Regions from separate parts of the Drosophila melanogaster genome. Here all the other regions are linked to region 1. The links are chromatin contacts, called in public Hi-C and targeted proximity ligation maps. All regions are on one chromosome and are shown on one strand. The core of a region is the stretch at or near the end of the contact, and the rest is flanking DNA. Distances in the headings are between cores, read along the strand shown. Region 1 holds the start of BtbVII (BTB-protein-VII). Region 2 holds the start of SCOT (Succinyl-CoA:3-ketoacid CoA transferase). Region 3 holds the start of pav (pavarotti).

Region 1 (4,679 bases), core at 566-3,065:
CACCATCTCGGTGCCGTCGGTGGAGGACTTGCTATCCGACTTGGTAAGATTGGCCGGATCCGTTGGCATCTCCGCTAGGCCTTTGATCTTGAGCATCTCGGCGGTCTTGAGGATGTGCGGCAGCTGCTCCTGCGACACATTTACCTCGCCGTAGTACATAAAGTCCACCATGGTCTTTAGGTCATCGTACTGCACGTCCTTCAGGATGACAATGGGATGTTGGCACGGATTTGTGGTGAACAAAGCCTGTCGAACACATTTGAGTGTAATTCGTAAGGGATATACGCTGCGGCGATCTCCAACTTACCTGAAAGTACGAGCTGCAGGCGGATAGCACTATTTTGTGGGCCTGTAGTTGGCGACCCTCGGCTGCCAGGGTGACGTCCACCAGGGTGCCATTGTGCAGCAGCGAGGAGCACACGGAGATGAAGTTCGGCTGGTGGTTGTTCCACCGCAGGCAGAACTGCTGCACGGACATGATGTCGAGGGGTCCGGATCCGCGTCCGGGATGCGGATTTGGAGCTCCCTAAACCTCAATCTCCGGAGCAACCTCCTCCTCCTGCTCCCGCTCCTCCGCCTCCTGCTTCTTTCCTTCTTCGTAGCCAATTAATTCGCACTGATAACACTTTTTATCGCCTCCCGCTCGCCTCTATTGATTTTTATTAATTTTCCTTGCTTTCCGGTGTTTTGTTCGCTTTACTTTTTCGCTCCGACTTTTAATCAATTTAAATTTATGAACAATCGCAGTCTGTACATGTGTGTGTGCGTGTGGGGGGTCGGGATCACGGTTTTTTGGGGGGCGACGACTTCTATGCCGCACGCATCGCGAGTCACTGCAAAAAGGGGTAATAAAAATGGGGTTTAAATAAATCAAACATTATCGATGGTTACACAAATTGCTCAACAACAAATTCCACTCTCTCGCTTTCTTCCTCTCTCTCTCTCATCTGCTTTTCACAGCTGCGCGCTCTTCTCGCTTACAATAAAAAATCAAACAGAAACAACAACATCGGCGGGACTGCGTGTGTATGTAATTATACAGTCGCGAAAATGAAACACAACACACACACACACTGGAACACAACAGCCATACTTGTTGTTGTTGCTGCTCACTGGCCAAAGTTTTATTTTTGATAAAACCGAGAACGTAACGAAATCGTATAGCTTTTTGTATAGCCGCAGTGCTGTAGACCTTGAATTTTCTTTAATTCTTATGACGTAATTATATACGCGCCCCGCGCTCCTCCATCTCTTTCGCACTTAATCGCCTTCCCCATTCCCGTCTTCCTCACTCTCTCACCCACACAGACGACCGCCGACGACGTACTAATCGCTGCTTCTTCGTTTATTCATCGTATCGATATTTTCAGTTTTCAGTGTTTCAGTCGTATTTATTTATGTGCATGTCGCGCGTTATTTTCGTATGTCTTTTAGAGGCACAAAGATGATGCTCGAACTAGCCAAGCCGCCACATGTTATTCACTCGCTTTTCCCCCCACAGAATTCCTTTTCCTCTTGCTTTTTATCGCTTTTACAAACTTTGACTTTTTGTGGTAGGTTTTTGCTGTTGTATTTCTTCTTTTTCTTTTGCTTTCCAAAAACAAAATGGCGCGCAACAAATTTATGCGAGGGGCAAAACAACGCCGAAAACTGTTAGAGCGAGCTGAATTTCAATGCCTTTGACTGGCTCACTCTTTGCGCCAACTTTTTTACCACTTTTTACATTATTTTAATGCGGATTTCCTGGCGAAAAACGCATATGAAAATTCTTACGTTTTACTTCTTTATGCGAAAGATTTTTGTGACTATATGGCAACTTTGTATACAACGAGTTGACAGGTCGCTTAATAGTGTGACCAGTCCTAGATCAAAACTAGTATCCCAATTGTTAAAGATTGTCCCAAATTTTAAAATAATTTGTTTATTGTATTTAAATGGTTAACATTTGAATTGTTGTTTTAAAATGTTGACTTCGGTTATACATCTGATGAATCACAATCGGCGTTGCCACACTTTCCCCGCATTGTTCGTACTTAACGGAACCAGTTCGGTTCCCTTGGTGACTCGCGAATTTGTTGTTGGCTTTGGCTAGAGATGACAGTATTGAATAAACAACGATAGCCTGCAGCAGTCAAATTAAACTAATTGTGCTTATTGGGCGGCCAAATACGTAAATATCACTCAAAAGCCGTTATAAGGTACAAAAATAAGGGTAAGAATTGTTAAAAGCTGATTTCAACCAGTAAAACACCATTTCAACCCATCGATATTCGCATATCCATGCTCGCCGGTATCGATGCATTTTCCCATGTTCATCTCTAAGCAGCAGCTGCAAAAAAAATCAACTATACTATTTTACATTCGGTCCGTAAAGTTTATGAGAAAAGAGCTGCCTACAGGATTCCAGATACCGTTATGGAGGAACTACGCAAGCATTTATCCAAGGTGAACGTGCCATGCGCATCCGGGGCGGGCAGTCCTCCCATCTACAAGGACGAGTGCGTCTACTCCTATGACAATCCCGAGACGCCCACCGGTTTGTACGTGTGCCTGCACAGCTTTTTGGGCTTCGGCGAGGCGTATGTGCGGGAGTATGCCGACAAGACCGGCAACCGGGTCTTCCTCCACATCCAGCGGGTGAAGACGATCAAGGAGGGCGCCGACATGGAGGCCGAATGCGCGGAGTCGGAGGCAGGACCGGAACGGAAGATCACCCGCCTGGCCATTGGCGTCGAGGGCGGCTACAACGAGTCGGACATGGCCAAGAAGTACGAGATCAAGGACACGTACAGCATCGTGGTGGCTCCGCACCTGGATAAGAAGCTGCCCTATCCGGATCCAGAGCTGCCCATGCGTGTCACCCAGTCGGTGGAAGCGATCCTGGCCGCCGACTCGGCAATTGCCAAGTTGGAGAAGGCCACGCTGATGGGTGAGTTGCAGGATTGTTATCCCATGCTGACGAAGGTAGCCTAAAATCAATAATTTTTCAGGCACCTGGGATGGTGAAGTGCGTCAGGCGTCGAAGTACGCAGATAACCTGCAGCAGCTGGATAATGGCAAGAGGATTCCCCCATCCGGCTGGCAGTGCGAGAAGTGCGACTTGACCAACAACCTCTGGCTTAATCTGACCGATGGTTCGATCATGTGCGGACGCAAGTTCTTTGACGGCAGTGGCGGCAACGATCACGCCGTGGAGCACTACAGAGTAACGGGTTTCCCGCTGGCGGTGAAACTGGGCACCATCACCGCTGATGGCAAGTCGGATGTGTTCTCCTACCCGGAGGATGAAATGGTACTCGATCCACACTTAGAGCGCCATCTCTCCCACTTTGGCATCAACATGGCGGCGATGAAGAAGAGCGAGAAGTCGATGGTGGAGCTAGAGTTGGACATTAACCAGCGCATCGGCGAGTGGACGGCGCTTACGGAGAGCGAAAGTGAGCTGCAGCCTGTTGCTGGTCCTGGATACACTGGCATGCGCAATCTGGGCAACTCCTGCTACATAAACAGCGTGATGCAAGTGCTCTTCGTCATCCCAGACTTCCAGCAGCGGTTCGTGGGCACTGGAGCGGAACGCTATTTCAAAGAGTTTCCCAGCGACCCGGCCAACGACTTCAATATTCAAATGGCCAAGCTGGGAACTGGTCTGCAGTCGGGAAAGTACAGCAGTATTGCCGAGAACACTTTGGACACCGATCACAGCACCGGAATATCGCCGGCCATGTTTAAGAACATTGTGGGCAAGAATCACCCAGATTTCAGCACCAAACAGCAGCAAGATGCCAACGATTTCTATCTGCATTTGCTCACCCTGCTGGACAGGAATTCGCGGAACCAAACAAATCCCGCAGATGCTCTAAAGTTCCTGCTGGAGGATCGCGTTGAGTGTCTGGCCAGCCACAAGGTGAAGTACAATACCCGCGAGGAATACAGCTTCCGTCTGCCTGTTCCGTTGGACAAGGCCACCAATCTGGATGAGGTGCGGGAGTTCCAGGAGCGTAAGAAGGCGGCCCGCGAGACCGGACAACGGCTTCCGGATCGCGACATCGTGAGGCACAAGGTGCCTCTACAGGCATGCCTGGAAAGGTTTTTCGGCCCGGAGCTGATCGAGCAATTCTACTCCACTGCCATCGGGTCCAAGACGAATGCCAGGAAAATTACGCGATTGGCCACCATGCCCGACTGCCTGATGATTCACGTGGGAAAGTTCACGCTGGGCGACGACTGGGTGCCCAAGAAACTGGACGTTTCCGTAGACATGCCCGATGAACTGGATCTAAGTAACTGGCGCTCCGCTGGTGGCTTGCAGCCTGGTGAGGAGGCTCTTCCCGAGCCCGCCACAGAGGAGGTGAAGTTTGCATTTGACGAGGCGGTCATGTCCGAGTTGCTGACCATGGGTTTTCCACCGGAAGCCTGCAAGCGTGCTTGCTATCACACCAAAAACAGCGGACTTGAGGCAGCCTCCAACTGGTTGATGGAGCACATCGCCGACGAGGATATCTCGGAGCCCTTTGTGGTGCCGAACAACAGCATTGGAGACTGCGCCGCCAACCAGTTTGTGGCCAATCCCGAGAGCCTGGCCATGCTCATGAGCATGGGCTTCGACGAAAGACAGGCGGTGGCTGCTCTGAAAGCGACCGATGGCAATGTGGAGCGCGCCACCGACTGGATCTTCTCGC
Region 2 (4,679 bases), core at 1,261-3,760, 1.2 Mb after region 1:
CTCCATCACGTAGTTCTTTCCGTTGAACTCCTTCACGGGCTTCTTTTCGCTGGATATTTCCACTTTGCCATCCTTGGAGTACTTAATGGGTGCTCCGCCTTCCTGGACAAGAGTGGCGTAGCCAGTGGGCGTGTAGAAGGCCGGAATGCCGGCTCCTCCAGCGCGGATCTTTTCCGCTAGGGTGCCTTGGGGAGTCAGTTCCACGGCCAGTTCTCCTTCCAGATATTGACGCACCAACTCCGTGTTTTCGCCGACATAGGAGCCAATTACCTTGGACACCTGCTTCTGCTTGATCAGGACACCCAGACCAGTGTCGTCCACACCTGGAAAGGAATTCGGTTTAATAAGAGCATTCATTATATATTCTTTTCATGCATACCTCCATTGTTGGAAACGCCAGTGATGTTCTTGACTCCTTTCTGCTTGAGCGCGTTGATCATCTTCTCCGGAATGCCGCAGATTCCGAATCCGCCGAACAGGATCTGGGCACCATCCTGCACATCGGCCACAGCATCTATGGCCGACTCGTAGATCTTGCCGTTCCGCTGTTTTCCCGACGTGGAGTAGCACGCAATAGCCTGCAAATAATCGGACTATTAGCATAAAAAGCGGTTTGTCCATGATACGCAGGTGTTCCCTGGTATAAGTGAGCGTTCGTGTGGATTGTTTGTGCAAAGTCGTTACGTAAGTTTGCCTATTTTTAATTCGCTTGGATTGCTCCAGGGGGGGTAATGGTATCAGTGGGGTGATTTTAGAGTGAATGGCTCGTGCGGATTCGTCAAATTAGTGCCTCTTATCTCAATTGGCAGCAAAACACTAAATCAAAACAACAAATATTTATAAATATATTTCTGGAACTTTTTGAATTAACACCTGTTGATATGTTTTTGCTGGAGAACTGGTTTATCGCTGTATAATCACATGATTAATAAAGGACTTAATCTTTGAAGAGATAACCGAGAGAAATGCAAACTATCTACATATATCTGGAAGATATTCTCCAGAAATATCGTGGTTATATTTTTATGAGAGGCGGATTTTACCTTGATGGAGGCGGTATATCGTGCACCCAAACTCCTGTTTCCCACCAGTCGGCAGAGCATTTTAACTTAAGTGTATTTAAAGTAATAAAAACGTATTTAAACTAAAGCAAACTGCTCGGCGGATCAACACAAGCCAGAATGAAACGAAAACAGCTGAGGAGCGCAACAGGTACCAAGTCAGCTGGTTCCATCGAACCAGTTCGATAACTTCCATGAAACAGCTGTTTGTAAAAGATGCAACAATTGCATTTAATTAAATAAAATAACGGAATAATACTTTTATGTAAATTTAATTTTCAATTAAAATCTAGTTTTATACATTTTAAAGTTTATTTGTATATAACATTTATTTTTAAGTAATTTGAAATCGATTTATAGTAGGACCGAGCAGCGAACGCGTTTTGCCATCAGCTGTGCTGACTAACAACAACATAACAACAACAAAGGCAAAGCCAGACGCTCAGAAGGCCAAACACAGAACGAAGCGCAGTCAACAAAAACAAAGTCGTTGGATTTGCAGCCGTAAAAACAAACGCCATTTCTTAAACAATTCCGGACAAAAACCACCTGCTGACGTCACAGCCAGTTGACTACCTTACATACACCTTAGTTTGGTTGGCTGGCGTGGATCTGCACGAAGTAGTCCTTGTCCAGGATTCCCAGCAGCAGATGAGTTCAGCAAACCAGCCTTCAGAATGTGGTGCTAAGGTAGCAAAACATTTGCAGCTGTCTGCGGTGAGCCATGACCAATAAATGATGTATTTTACACACTCTAGTCTAGCAGCAAATCAAATACTATATAAACTCGAGTGATGAATAATTTCGGTGCTGCGCAGTTGATAAATATGTGTAAGTGGTTGTGGTTCAAATGCTGAATGTGCTGCATATATATGTATATGTGAAATTCTCGACGTGATAAGGTGGAAATGAAGATGGTCTCCTCCTCCTGATTTCCATAGTTTCGAGCTTATCTCGCTGCCACTGGCCGTTACAGACACGCTCCATTGCCAGCTGTTTACCCGAATGGAGCATCACTGCAACCACCGCACCACTGAAGCCCCTGAGCCACCGATCCCAGCCCCGATAACTATCACTGTCTTACCGGCTTGGCAACCCACCGCAAGCCAGCCATCCATCCAGATGCAATGCCACCGATCCGATCCGATGCGCTATAAATAGCAATCTCAATAGTTTTCCGCAACAACAACCAAAGTTTCCACTCCACTCTGCAGCGAATTATCAACATCACCGGCCGACTGCTGCCTCTGGGCAAATAAGCAATCATCGTGGCCTCTTCTGCCCACTCCACGTCCTCTTCGTGCTGATCTCTTCACGTAATCGCACGCACAAAAGAGTTACAGTGGCACCTCCACAGAGCGAACTTTTCAGGCATCTTTAATCATTTACCCCAGTAAATTTTCTGATTGTCCACATTTTCTGATTTGTTATTTAAAAATTTGAATCTACATAGTAACGTAAAACTCGTTGGTGACTACTTCTCATGCTTTAGAGGTCCGACTGTATTTACTGACTCTCCTTAATTACAGCTGGCGTTCTCCTGCGATCGCCGCATTCAGTTTGGTCTCATCGCTCCAAGCGCACACAACGTCGACCGATGCCCGAGGAGCTGCTGACCAGCTGGAGCAGACTCTTTGACGTGCCTGTTGGAAGGCAACAACACTATCTGTGATTCTCCATGGCCGGAATGGAGGTGAAGGAGAAGGAGGAGCAGCTGCTGCTGGATACCCTGATCGGACTGTGGAGTCAGTATCTCCAGGCCTCGGAGCTCGAAGACGCGAGTGTCAAGGTTTGTGTGACTCTCCTTCGTCCATTCCGTTGATATTCCCAGCTCTTATCGCTGCTGGCCTTTCTCCCTCTCATGCTCGCAGGACCACTGGCTCTGGTTGCTGCTGTATAACTTGCAGTTTCTGGACGATAAGAACTTGCAAGATGCCTGGCTAAATAGGTAATATTATCGCTCTACTTAACATGTATAGTTAGTTATACATTATATTATATTTGTTCATATTTCAGCCACTTCAATCTGATGCCCGAGGAGCTCTGTTCCTATTTGCTGGAGCAGGTCTATCAAATCATCAGCGAGGCGAAGAGATCTCAGGAAAGCAGTCCGACGCATGAACCGGAGCAGCAGGACAAGTGCATCAAGCAGCTGCGCAAGCAGCATAATCTGGCCCAGGTTTCTATCGAAGCATATTCCCCTATTTCTGATCCAGTTCACCATTTCTCATGTCTCTTCTTGCAGCTAATACTCAGCACTCCCAGTGATTGCAACAAGATTCTCGCTCTGCGGACATTCCTCACCGATAAACTGGGCCATCATCTATTGACGTTTCTGCTGCGCGTGGATATCAAGGCACGTGCTTTTCTTGAATCCCAGAAATTGTTACATATTAAATATTTAAATTAAATCAATTCTTAAACCTCTGCCTGCAGCTCATTGCATCCCAGAAGAGTCTGTGCCACCTGTGCATTAACCTGTTCCCCAACTGCAAGTGGAGTGCATCCAACGAGCAGCTGATTCCCATGACCAGCATTGCTCAGTTCATCGGAAGTTTCTACCTCAATTCGCAAAGCAAAAAGCTGAGACGCCAACAGCAACCAAAAAGTCAATTACCCAATCACATATCCAATCCAATCAAATCGAGTTTCGAAGACTTTAGAGGGACGACAAGGAGCAGTGATGAACTGGCCTTGCTGCTCATCCAATTGCTCACCAGGTGCGTGGATGCGGAGCAGGAATCCCAGCTGAGCGTTACGGTCCATAACTTTGCTCTGGGACACTTGTGTTCAAGTTCGGAGCAGGATGCATCGGGGAATAACGATGAACTCATTAAATTTGAACTGCTCCAATTGATAGCACACTGTGTAAACAACTTTTACGTGCTGGAGCAACAGCAGCCGAATGTCCATGACTTCAACAGCAACTTTGGGCAGCTCCTCTACGCACTGACCGCCAATCGGAGGAGTCCCCTTCTGGCTCATGGAGTATTATACATAATGTTTGGCACCCTTCACAACCTGGTGGATAATGGCGTGCGGGAGTTGAACCAGATCGATGTGAGGAACTTTGATGCCTGCTTCGAGGTCTTGCAAGAGGCGGCCAAATCGACTAACTTCTCGACCGCCATATTCCTGCATATCTACAAAATGCTGCTACGCCTGACGGACAACCTTTCCAGCCAGGAACAGCACCTGCAGAGTCTTATGGAGAGCAGTGCATCCACCGCGATGCCCAAGCAACAGCAACATCCGCGCCACAAAAGACAAAGGAGCAGTCAGTTGCATTGTCTGGGAGCCACTTCCCTGAGCTGCTACTTCCAGGGAAAACTGTATCACTTGCTGCCCAGTCTGGAGGCAGAGCTGCAGGAGCATAGCGTGAGGAGTCTGCTCCGAACCGGAAGCTGTTGCTGCCACTACAACGTCAGGAACTACGCCACTTGCCTGCAACTAGCCACCCAACTTTCCAGCAGCTATCAGAAGTGTGCATACAAATTCCTCCACTACAATGTGCTGCACACCATCTTTGTGAAGCGGAATCCCCAGGGATGCCCGGGATGCGAGGATAAACTAAAGTCGCCTGTATTTCACATGGACCTACTGAACATCTACAAGGAT
Region 3 (4,679 bases), core at 1,087-3,586, 1.1 Mb before region 1:
ACTCTCGCTTATTTTTGTCCGACTCAACGGCCAGCTTGGAGCTGAACTTCTTCTTTTGCTTTTCCTTCTCGTGCTCCTTTTGGGTGAGCATATTCTCCTTCTCGTTCAGCTTGAAAGTCAGCTCTTCAATCTGCCGTTCTTGCTTGCTTAGCGTATTGTTAAGCACGTCAATGGAGCTCTCGTGGATGCGAACCTTCTTCTCGAGTGCCGCACTGCGATCGCGCTCCTGCTTGTAAACAGCCTTTAAGGAGGCGAGCTCCGTGCGCAGCTGAAGATTGTCGCGGTCAAGGTTCATCAGCATCTGCCGGAAGCTGTCACCTGAAAGTTGTGGAATTAGTATTTCAATGTTAAGATTAAGAAAGTGACGTCTTACATTTAATGTCCAAGTTGGCACGCAGCTTCTTTCGCTTTTCTATGCGCTGCTCCAGATAATGCATTAGCTCGCGGATTTTGATCTGTGCCTCGGGACTGTCCATTTCGTAGGCGGGAAAATCGGGTCCCAAACTGTACACCAAACCCACGTCCACCTCCAAATCCTTGGCCTCAGGAATGCCCAGCTCGTTTAGATTATTAACGGCAATCTTGAACAGCTTGTTGGCCTTGCGACGGCCGGGAGTCAGACCCAAATCTTGCTTCATAGGAGTCGCCCGAGCAATTTGCACCTCCTGGGTCATCTCGGCGAACTTCATCACTTGCTAAACGGGATAAATAAATTTTAGGGACCAGAGTACATTGTTGTCAGAAAAATAGTTTACCATATTCTCATCATAGTCCTCAATTCTTGGGTTGATGCACACAATCATGGACACCTGGCCTTCGCCATCGAAGTAGTTTTTAAACATGTGTGTGATCTTGGAGTCTCGATAGGGGACCTTCTTGGGTGCCAATCCATTGCTAGCCGCGAGTTGGTTCTCGCGCAGATATTCCAGGCAAGTGCGCAGCGTCATCAGCGAATTATTGATGTTGCCCGCCTCACGGAGTCGCACACCGGTGTTCTTGGTCCTTGAGGATCGCTCACTGCCCGCCAGATCCACCAGGGACAGTTGACTCACTGTGATGTTTTGCCGGTCCTGAACCACATTCTCACCCTGGCTATCAGTGGGCGCCTGCACCAAGCGTATATTGAACACCGAGTGACTCCTACTGGATTCTGCATTGAGAACAGTGTGTCCCATTCGTTTGCGCTTCTGGCCCATTTGAAAGACCTCGAGGGCGTCCTCCACGGTCTTGACCTCCACCTCTGTGACGCCGTGGACGAACATGTGTCGATTGGCATCTTCACGAATGATTTTGCTCTGCAAAGTCCTGTCGGGTCAAGAATACAGTTAGATTTCTTTAAATGTAATGCTTAATAAATACTTACTTCTGTATACCCGAGTCCTCAAGGAGGTCGTAGACGCTGTTATTGTAAATTTCAATATAGGTGACAAACACCGAGTACATGTTGTCCTCATCCAAACCCAGCAGCGGAATTGGCTCCACGGAGGCCTGGGATGCAATTTCCGGATCCGAGTCCTTGTGCCTGAAGGCAAATCGTCCTGAGCCAGCAAAACGCTGGTTCATCTCGTGTTGGCGCTCCAAAAGCGCATCCTCTTCGGACAGGATCTCGAAGCCATTAAGCTTGTCCGGCTTGAAGACGAACTTCTTGGCCTGGTAATCTGAAATGGTGCGAAAGAGCACGTCCAGGCAGCGCGGCATGATGCCGCGGTGTCGCAGGTTGCCGGTCATGGTGTACGTTTTTCCACTTCCAGTCACGCCGTAGGTGAAAAGCAGACTGTTTCGGCCTTTCAGTAGGTTCTCCACCAACGGCTGGGCCACAGCTGCGTACACATCCTGCTGCGTGGCATCCGGCTGGAAAACGTGCTTGAATATGTACTGAACCTCGCGCTGGGCGCCGTTGTGTGGCTTGTGATGCTGCAGCAGCTGATCCTGCGGATTCAGTGCGATCGTCGTGGAGTTCTTGACCCTTAGGGAGGTGAGATCTGCGTCGGATTGTAGTGGCCGCACTCGACAGAACACATTCACTGGATCCCTGGCCTTGTCGGAGGTGTCTCGTCGCTGTTTCTCCACCGTTTGATGCACCCGCGGAGTTTTCGGGACGACACGCATCGGCGTCCTGGGTCTGCAAATGGGTATTCTCATTGATGGAGTTGTTCTTTCGGGAACTGTCATATCACTTACACTGCCTTCATGTTGTCAGCTCGTTTTTGCAACTAATTTGATATACGGGAGTTGGGTTTCTTCTTGTTTTGTTGCTGGAATCGATCTCTCTTTTAGTTCGTTACCTTCAAATTTACAGCGCCAAGCGACGCCACGCTTGGTTTTAGAGTGACCGAACTTTAGAAAGCGGTTAATGCTGCAAATACCATCCCCTGCTCCAATATATACTTGATACATACTGAAACCGAGGCTATGTACAGTGCGTGCCATTTGAATAGGTTAAAATATTTAGATATACTAGATTTTAAACTAATTTAATACTTTTATTTATGATCTCACATACCAAATTAAAAGTACAATGTTTATAAATTAGTATGATATTAAGGTATGGAATGGTTATGATGATGCCAAATATTCTTTTAAAATTAATTAAAGATCATTTGAGGTCCCTATTGCTTTTTATTAAACTTTAGCACTGAGAAAATTTTCCGCATTAGTGCCGGTCCGTTCCAGTAGCCGTTCATCATCAGCTTCCAGTAGAGCACCGGCATCAGCTCCTTCTTCATAAAGAACATGGAGTACCTCTCCTTGGACTGGTCCAATGGAAAGGTCTCCACGGGGGTGAGGTTGTAATCAAACTCAGCCAGGATGCAGGAGCTGTAGCCGGTGACGATGGGGCAGGACGAGTATCCATCGTAGATATCCGTTGGGGCTTTGCCCTCGATCGCCGCCATTACGTTTTTGAACACAACCGGTGATTGGGCGGCTGGAGGTGAAAAATCAATTGAATATTCTGATCAGGATTCCCAACCCATTTACCTGCCGCCGCGGCCGTCTTCGAGTTGGGACTGGACGCCGAATCGCCGATGGCGAACACGTTGCTGTACTTGTTGTGCTGCAGCGTCAACTGGTCGACGTCCACAAAGCCAGTGGGGGTTACCAGTTTCTTGCAGTTGGCCACCACATCCGGAGTGCTCATCGGCGGAGTCACATGAAGCATGGAGTACTGAGAAAGATATAATACTTATATAAGTTTAATTTCATGGCCTTCAATTCTCCTATTTCTGCAATACTATACGACTTTAAAATTGATCTTAGTTAACCTACTCTTCATATTTCTCGCTTTAAGTAGAAAGATATAGTTCTAGGATCTAGATCTAGATCTATATAGTATCTAGAATACCCAATTAATTGACCAGCACTTACCGTTTCCTCATAGTGAACTCCTGGTTTGGCGAGATCCTCGAACACGGCTATATTATCTTTATGTCTCACTTCAACGAGATTTCTTTGAACATTAAGCGTGATATTTCTCCTCTTGATCAGTTTCATCAGGGCCTCTGCGTAATGCTTAACACCAAAAATCACGGGAAGCGATGTATTGTAGATGATATTGACGTTGTCGCGACGACCCATCTGAAAAGGGTTTCAAATTGAAGTTGTTTGCCAGATATTCTATCTAAATGATGCACACCTTCCTAAAGTAGTGCTCAGATATATAGGCGATTTTCTGCGGTGCACCTGCACACTTAATGGGACAATTGGGAAACGTGAATATAGCATTTCCTTTGTTGGTCCTGCGCAGACATTCGTACACATGATCCACGTACTTGGGCGAGTAGATGGAGCAAACATTACTGTCGGGGGTCTCCAGGGCCTCCACCAGGCCAGGTATCTATGGATATGTGGATATGGATATTAGCAACTATTAAACGTACTGATACCCTACGTACCTTTCCATAATTGAGCTGCAGTCCGGTGGCGATGATCAGGAAGTCGTACTTGATGGTCTTGCCACCAGAAGTGCTAACCGTATTATTATCCGGATCGAACTCCAGCGCCTTCTCCTTCACCCATTTGGCCTTTGTGGGCAGCACATCGGCCATTTGGCGGTGGCTCTGATCCAATCTCTTCATACCACCTCCTATTAGGGTGAACATGGGTTGGTAGTAATGTTTCTATGGGGAATTATCGCGCTATGTCATAATGGATTATTTACTGCCTTTGGGCTTACTCACATCTTCCGGTTCCAGGACGACCACCTTGTCGCTGCCCAAACGTGAGGACAACTTGGCGGCCATGGCACACCCACCGGTGCCACCGCCCACAACCAGCACTTGGCATCTGGAAAAAATAGGATTTACTTAATTGCTGGAATATACAATGACAGACACCTCAAGGGAGATTAGTACAGTCGCATGACCACACCCACCATCAGTGCCATCTAACCATGGCCAACAAGTTATCTCTTCGTTATCGCCATTAATTAGTTACTAGCCTAAACATACTAATTCAATTTGTTTTGGTAGATATAGATATAGATTTGCCATGCCATTTGTTTCGCGGAAAATGTCATAAACTTTCGCAGCTATATAAACAAACTTACTCTTGCCGCTCGCGGTTCACTCGAGATGTGGACAGGAATCTGGTGGAGAAGGCCGTTGGAGCATGGTTGTGGGTGGCTAGGAGAAGCTTCTGGCACTGGCTGATGGTTCCTGGAAGGCGACGGTTCATCGCAA

What was found. Hi-C and Micro-C count contacts between places; a contact is called where the count stands out from the background.
Region 2: a Hi-C map of the Kc167 cell line shows a contact between it and region 1, with 2.7 times the contacts expected there. A contact is called at or near these places in 20 of 107 Hi-C or Micro-C datasets (the D17-c3 cell line, the Kc167 cell line, the PNm cell line and 7 more) and 1 of 7 datasets of targeted methods (the Kc167 cell line).
Region 3: a contact with region 1 is called in a targeted proximity ligation map of the Kc167 cell line, with 6 times the contacts expected there. A contact is called at or near these places in 18 of 107 Hi-C or Micro-C datasets (the D17-c3 cell line, the Kc167 cell line, the S2 cell line and 8 more) and 1 of 7 datasets of targeted methods (the Kc167 cell line).

Annotation. Positions count from the first base shown.
Region 1 is chr3L:3,145,782-3,150,460 of dm6, reverse strand. BtbVII (BTB-protein-VII) reads right to left here and starts at 1,815. Exons shown (of 7, transcript NM_139517.3): 1 at 1,774-1,815; 2 at 308-833; 3 at 1-246. The coding sequence starts at 478. It overlaps Usp5 (Ubiquitin specific protease 5), which reads left to right and starts at 2,103. Exons shown (of 3, transcript NM_139516.1): 1 at 2,103-2,212; 2 at 2,327-2,929; 3 at 2,991-4,679. The coding sequence starts at 2,416.
Region 2 is chr3L:1,960,974-1,965,652 of dm6, reverse strand. It overlaps SCOT (Succinyl-CoA:3-ketoacid CoA transferase), which reads right to left and starts at 2,510. Exons shown (of 4, transcript NM_167928.2): 1 at 2,162-2,510; 2 at 380-578; 3 at 1-323. The coding sequence starts at 2,179. It overlaps mv (mauve), which reads left to right and starts at 1,475. Exons shown (of 18, transcript NM_139424.2): 1 at 1,475-1,778; 2 at 2,591-2,850; 3 at 2,933-3,009; 4 at 3,078-3,240; 5 at 3,307-3,417; 6 at 3,498-4,679. The coding sequence starts at 2,740. It also overlaps asRNA:CR45827 and asRNA:CR45828.
Region 3 is chr3L:4,240,391-4,245,069 of dm6, reverse strand. It overlaps pav (pavarotti), which reads right to left and starts at 2,336. Exons shown (of 6, transcript NM_057677.4): 1 at 2,182-2,336; 2 at 1,364-2,122; 3 at 756-1,305; 4 at 374-695; 5 at 1-318. The coding sequence starts at 2,192. It overlaps Sqor (Sulfide quinone oxidoreductase), which reads right to left. Exons shown (of 8, transcript NM_168071.1): 2 at 4,547-4,679; 3 at 4,179-4,284; 4 at 3,894-4,118; 5 at 3,635-3,835; 6 at 3,367-3,576; 7 at 2,980-3,166; 8 at 2,467-2,926. The coding sequence starts at 4,674. The coding sequence ends at 2,610. It also overlaps asRNA:CR45738.